Linked DNA regions of Zea mays: region 2 is linked to region 1. Evidence: chromatin contacts called from public Hi-C data. All regions are on one chromosome and are shown on one strand. Each heading gives the region's core, a stretch centred on a gene start, on an enhancer-like site or on the middle of the called end of the contact. The rest is flanking DNA. Distances are from core to core; before and after follow the strand shown. Region 1 holds the start of LOC103630312 (Putative RING zinc finger domain superfamily protein). Region 2 holds the start of LOC100286085 (CPL3).

Region 1 (3,353 bases), core at 225-2,724:
AACGTGGCCTTGACCTCCTAGAAGGATTTGGCAATTGATTGGCCGCTGTTGATGTGCTAGTGGCAGCATTCTGTAGCACATCATCATCTTGATCTCTTTCGCTATCTGATGAAGGTGGTGCTTCCCCTTCACTGGGATGAGATTTAGGCATTGCAAGAACATCTTCATGAGACTTTACAGTGTGAGTGAGTGAAGTCAGGCTTGCAGTCTCCCCTCCCTTGTTACACTAGAAACATACAAATGCGTCATTTAACTATAGCAGCAATGGAGCTTTTGTTCCAAAACTGTAACGGCAACCCAATTCAGGAAACTGCAGATAAATGAAGCTTAGAATTCTAACCAAGCAACATATCTATTCCCAATAAGTTGTACTATTCATCCATAAATCATAGTACTAAGTACATTTCAGTGCTTCAAAGTTCATACAGAAGGAGTTCAAAAATATTTGACATGGTCGAAACCAAACAGGCAATGAAAGAGAAAGAGCATAATTTACGGAAAGAAAATTCCGTGCCACATCAAACCAACCAGAAGTTCAGAATTCAGTTCGCCAGAGAAAATGGTTCAAAATTCAGTTCCAGAAATTTGAAACCAAATTATGAAGCCATTGAACGATATCGAATCCGTCAGAAATGCTCGCTCAGAAACCGAGGCCAGTTGCTCGATTCACGAAGCAACAAATTCACAGCGACAAGATCTACACCCTTTCTAAAGTACCACATATCCGCATTCCATTTGTGATGTGAAAACACCCTTCATTCGCCCGATTCACCGCATTCCAACGCGCACAGATTCGAAGCACCGCAAGGGAAACGAAACCGAGTGGGAAGGCCCTCACCTCGAAGTCCACCGCTGCTGCGGCAGCGTCGCCTTCGCACGGCGTCGTGGAGCCACGGAAGCAGGAGGAGCTCGGCAGTGGCAGCAGGCTCCTCCCCCTCCTCCCCTTCCCGCTCCCATTCGGCCTCTTAACCTCGCCGCCCGCCTCCGCCGCCGTGGGCGAGGAGGAGGAGGTGGTGGCCTTGCTGCTCCCAGATCCCATCGCGCACCAGCCAACACCCCCCCCCCGCGCCGCGCCTACAGATCCACGGGCCGGCGAAGGCTGCCCGCCATTGCTCGACCTCCACACCTCACTCCCCCGTGCCAGCGCCTGGGTGCGGGTGGCCGCATGCGCGACGCCTCGGTGGGCGCAGAAACGGGGACCTCGGCCGCTGTAGCTTCCTTCGTCTTCAGACGCTAGCGTAGCTTGGCTAAAAGCAAGGGAGGAAGACAAGAGAGAGATGGTTCGGTAAAATTGCCCGATGTCATGCGTCCTTGCGTCGATGAAGTGTTGTCTGATTGGATGGTTACTCCTCGTCCGATAATAATGGCGTCCTCTAGTACTAGACTAGTACTACTGCCTTGTGGAGTTTCAGGCTACTCCTACGATGAGTTGATGAGTGTGTTATCGCCTCGTTCGCCGCGACAGCTCATTCGCTTCTTGCATTAAAGAATTTTCATTTTGCACTTTCTATTGTTTCTTCTGCTCCTTGAATGCGGTGGGTGGATGCAGTGGAGGGACAGGGTGTTGCATGCGATGAATTCAAAAATGATTGCGAGCGGGCTAATTCTTTAATACAAATTTGTTATCATAAATTTACGTAGATAGATACAGAGGAGGTTTCACTGTCGGCTGTCCCGTTTCTATTCCGCAAGCTAGGGCAAGTGTCCACAACCAAGCATGCAAAGTTTTAAACAGCAAGTCATAACAACATACAGGAATTGTTAACTTTACTATAATGTTGGTATTACTTTTTATTTTCTTTAATAACAACGTTGCCGTGTTCGAGCAAGAGGCCCATTTTACCTCTCACCCGCATGTACTCTTCGGATAGCCACGTTTTTTATCGGTTTCGATTCTTTTTTTCTTTCATCTCAAGAGGAAAATGCGATAAAAGTAAAGTAAAACAGAGGCAAGAGCTGCACTGGGCCTGCCTGGAGTGGGTCAAAAGTCAAGACTCAAGAGTCGAGGAGGGGGTAAATTCATGTTGACAGAACCGCTGTATGGGCCCCTCCACGCTGCACACGAGATCCAGCTCGGCAGGCAGTCAAGGCTTGCTGGGGCCTGGGGGCAGGCAGCGCGCTGTAGCGGCGTGACGACCAAGAACCGCAGGCTTGTCCGCATGTGGCGCCACGAGACGAGACTAGTACGGGAAACGGCGAGGACCGAGACCGACCAGGCCCCAGCCAGCTAGTAGGAGTAGCCATCTGCCGCATTCCCGGCCCCTGCCGCCCACGCACCACGGCAACTGGCCGCACCCAGCGGGCCACGGCTCATCCAAAAGGTTGCGCTCCTGTCCTCGTCGAGCTTGCCTGCCTCTGCCTGGCTGAGACTGACCGCAACGGTCTACCCTACCGCTCCCCCTCCCCTTCCAGCTAGGCTGTAGGGGGCACCCTATGGCCGCAGCGGTGCCCCTACAGCGCCCCCTACGTGTCGGTCCCCTTCTCTCTCCCCCCAGATCTAGCGTGTCACTGTTCATCACCCTAAACACTATGCTGTGGGTCCACGAGTAATTGTTAGTAGATAAAAAATTAATAGTTGGTATAGAAAATGATATTTTATAGTGGTAGTGGGGTATAGGGGGAGTATTTAGGGGGAACCGCTGCGGGAGATGAAAAAATAGGGGGGAAAATAGGGGGGAAAAGTGATATAGGGGGAAAAATTTAGGGGTAACGGTTCCGGATAGCCTGAGGCTCGCGTGTCCGACGCCGCGCGGCGGATGGCGGGCCAGTCCGTGAGGGAGCGCACACCGGTTCTCGTTACCGAATTCTCTCGAGTAGGTATTTCCGGTCAGGTTTTAGCTCACAAAGTCACAATATCCGTTCTCGCGATGAATTTTTTTTCCTCCGAGTATCCCCATGAATCGTTGTAGGAAACATTTTTTGATCTCTATTTCCCGCAAGGATAAATGCTCATCGGAATCTCCATCACCATTTAAATTATAATTATATCGTACTTCATTTATTATTAATGTAAAACATTACCACTATATATTGTTAGATGTAAAAATCATTATGTATATATTAAAATAAACTTATTTTTACAACGGGTGATTTCTTGATAAGGTAATTATTTATTTTTATCATTAATTGTTATATGAAAACATCGTCACATGTAAGTTTAACGGGACACCGCAGAGGACAGGGACCCCATCCCTGCCCTCGTTTACCCATCGGGAGATAATTTTTCCCGTTTATATCCCTATAGAAGAAGAAACTTCCCATCGAGTCTCCGTTACCGTCTCTACTCTTGAGGCTATCTGCCCGTGTCAGTCCCGCTCGCTTATAACTTGTACGGCCTATTCCGTAGCTGGTGC
Region 2 (3,353 bases), core at 345-2,844, 450 kb before region 1:
ATTTCATGTGAATCAATGATCTAACAACTTCTTGGGAATATATTGATCGTTGAGCACCAGAAAATCAAGCACAAAACAGCAAGGGGCAGCCACTGAGCCTGCCTAGTAACTAGGCCACACCAGTAATCCACCTAGCTTCTATAAACCTGACTAGGATACAATGACTCTTCCTCCCTATATTAGAAGGGATGGGCTAGGATTTCAAATATATAGAACAAGCCTCAATCAATAGCAGGTGTCTTACTACCCTAGTACTAGCCAAACTTGCAACTACTAGGCCCCAAAATCAAAGGCAAGAGAAGGGGTCTATGAAGTAACACAAGTTTACATCAAAATCCAAATAAAAAAATCAAGCAGGGTACACACTTATTAGGATAGTCAGTTTCTTTTTCTTTTCATCTGAAATAGAAGGTTAAATAGGCCTTGAGCAACAGAGTGCAAGAACTTTATCATTTATCACAACAGAGAGGATAAGCTACAGCACATGAACTGAAGATGAAAAATGACAGACATGAGTGCAAGAATTATATCATTTATTCATCTATTCATTGACCACAACAGAGAGGATAAGCTACAGTACATGACCGCATGTCTTGTCCTAATTTCAGCCTGTATCATAAGCTGCAGATGAAAACATGATAGACATCAAACTTGCATATTACAAGAGAATGGATGCCTTCATGGTACTCTTTGAATGGGGATTGAAGATTAGAGCAGTGCTAATCTATTGGTTCTACGAATTTCAGATTTACCATGTTTCACTAATCAATATGATTAGGTGCGCTCAGTACACGAGCAGTACGAACCTCAGTAAATTCTAGGAGAGGGTGGGGGTGGGGGACGAGGTTAAAATCCTTGTAGAATCACAACAGCTGCAGTGAGGCTCCACGTAGTCCAATAAAACATGAAACATGTAAAAGGCAAGCAAAAATCCTGAACTCCTGAAGCATACGTTTTACCAGATGAAGCACGAAACCCTAATAAGCTCAAATCGGGGCAAATCTGCTTATCCCTAATCCAACAGCAAGGCCGATCATCCAACTCTAAATGTGCGTGCAATTCAAGGTTATAATCGCGCGGCCGAAGCCGCCAAACCCATGGAGTCGTCTAGCGATGAACTAAGAGGAGGGAGGAGCAGGAAGGAGGCACGTACCCGTTTTGTTCTATGGCTTCAACCTCTAGCTCCTCCGGATCCTCGTCCTCGCCCTCGTCGTCGGTGGCGGGGAAAACGGAGGAGGGGTCACCAGGGAAGGCGGAGTCAGCACCGGAGGTGAGCTCGAGCTCGGAGGCGAGGAAGGCCGCGAAGTCATCGCTCCCGCTCGACGACGACGGGGACGGGGACGGCGCCTCGGTGAGGCTCATGGGCGCGGCGCCAAGGGCAGAACCGCAGAAGGGTTGGTGAGACTGGAGGGCGCTTGGGAGAAGCTGTGAGGAACCCTAGCTCGGGACGTTTGGCGAGGGCGGTGGCGAAGGCCCGCAGGGACGGAGGCGGCCGGGTGCGACGGTCGTGGCGTCGGCCAGGGAACCCTAGCACCTCATGGAGGCGGCCTGCAGCATTTGGCGACGGCGAGGAAGGAAGCTACGGTGTCATGAGTCATGACGGAGCAGATGCGAGTACTGTGTAGCAGTAGAACAGGAGATCTATGAGAAGTTTCTAAAGCATTAGGGTTAATCTGGGCGTAAGTATGGCTTAATTTTTTATTGTAATCCGGTCCATCTAATGGTCTATAAATATTTGTACTCATGAACCATCGGGGATTATGAAATAAATGAAAAGGATTAGACACATACTTGTTTCTCTTCTTCGCCACCGGCAACTTATCCGAGGGGAAGTTCTTCGTATTTGGTTGTTCACGGACTCACGCCTAGGGTTTGGTGAATCCCCAGGCCAAAGGTCGTGACAATTTGGTATCAGAAGCGTGTTGACTCTGGAGCTGTCATGACGGCGCCGGTGGTGAAACCTTATGTCCAGACACGTTTCGTGCCGGAGCCATGGCGACTGTGGAGCAGAAGGGAGAGGAGAAGTGGGAACATATGATGAAGATGATGGACCGGGTGATGAAGAAGTTGGATACGGTGGAAGCTGGGCAACATCGGTTGAAAGGACAAGCCGAGCTCTCAGCTACGGTGGCAAGGAAGGAATAAACAGAATGTACTATTTTGGTGAGGCATATGGAGCAGACGGGCAAGGTGGTGGCGCAGTTGCGTTTGGAGATGATGGAGAAGGACTTGGAAGACGATGGTTCTAGATCATCAAGGGAGGGTACTGGTGATCCAAACCGAAGAGGAGAACCACAACAGGAGAGAATAAGAGAAGAGGAAGATCAAGTTATGGGAGGGCGAGGACATCCATCCTTGCCCAAATACTTGTTTCCCATATTTCAAGGGAAGGAACCCGGAATTTGGCTAGCCAAGTGCCAGGACTACTTCACCATCTATCAGGTTCCTGAAGCTCTATGGGCAAACTTAGCATCCATGCACATGGAGGGAAATGTTGCGATGTGGCTTCAAGTGTACAAGATGAGGCAGGGACTAGGGAAGTGGATGCAATTTGGCAAAGTTGTTCGAGCCAAATTTGGCGTGGAAGAATATCCCAAGGTGATGAGACATCTTCTGAACCTGTATCAGATGAAGGGAGTTGAATAATACGCTCAAGAGTTTGAAGAAGCAAGGTATGCCACTTCTGTTCACAACCCGGGATGGATGAGATTTTCTTTGTCAACCAATTTGTGAAGGGATTGAAGGCAGAATTACAAGGGGGAGTAATGTGTCACCTGCCACAGTCTGTGGATAGAGCAGTTATTCTAGCTCATATGCAGCAGGAGATACTTGAAAGTCGTCTAGAGGGGCTGAATAAGTGAAACCTGAAATATAAGAACTTTGAACACCCACTACACTTGGGGTTAGGTTAGAAATAAATTTGGAATGCGGAAGATTGTTTCTCTTGCTACGAGTTGCTCAATCAATACGGATAACTTTGGGAGTAAACTCAAAATAATATTAACAAGGGAACTTTAGAGAGAGAGAGAGAAGAGTGGATAAACAAATCTAGTGGAGATCAACACAAATAAACATGGCGATTTGTTTACCGAGGTTCGGTTCCAAAGAACCTAGTCCCCGTTGAGGAGGCCACAAAGGCCGGGTCTATTTCAACTCTTTCCCTCTCTCAATCGGTCACTTAGACCGGTAGAGTGCTTCTTCTTAATCTCACGGGTCACTAAGACCCCGCAAGGATCACCACACAATTAGGTGTCTCTTGCTTGCTTTACAAAACACTTGGAAGGTTTAGAAGGTGAAGAAGGAAGCACGATTATGAAAACCAAGCAACAAATGGAACACGGATCACACTCTCT

What was found. A called contact is a pair of places that touch in the nucleus more often than the background predicts.
Region 2: a contact with region 1 is called in a Hi-C map of ear, with 1.8 times the contacts expected there. The contact joins the promoter of LOC100286085 here to the promoter of LOC103630312 in region 1. A contact is called at or near these places in 3 of 25 Hi-C or Micro-C datasets (ear, endosperm and tassel).

What each region holds. Positions count from the first base shown.
Region 1 is chr6:154,532,373-154,535,725 of Zm-B73-REFERENCE-NAM-5.0, reverse strand. It overlaps LOC103630312 (Putative RING zinc finger domain superfamily protein), which reads right to left and starts at 1,474. Exons shown (of 6, transcript XM_008651373.2): 1 at 839-1,474; 2 at 1-226. The coding sequence starts at 1,039.
Region 2 is chr6:154,984,178-154,987,530 of Zm-B73-REFERENCE-NAM-5.0, reverse strand. It overlaps LOC100286085 (CPL3), which reads right to left and starts at 1,594. Exons shown (of 8, transcript NM_001370741.1): 1 at 1,154-1,594. The coding sequence starts at 1,362.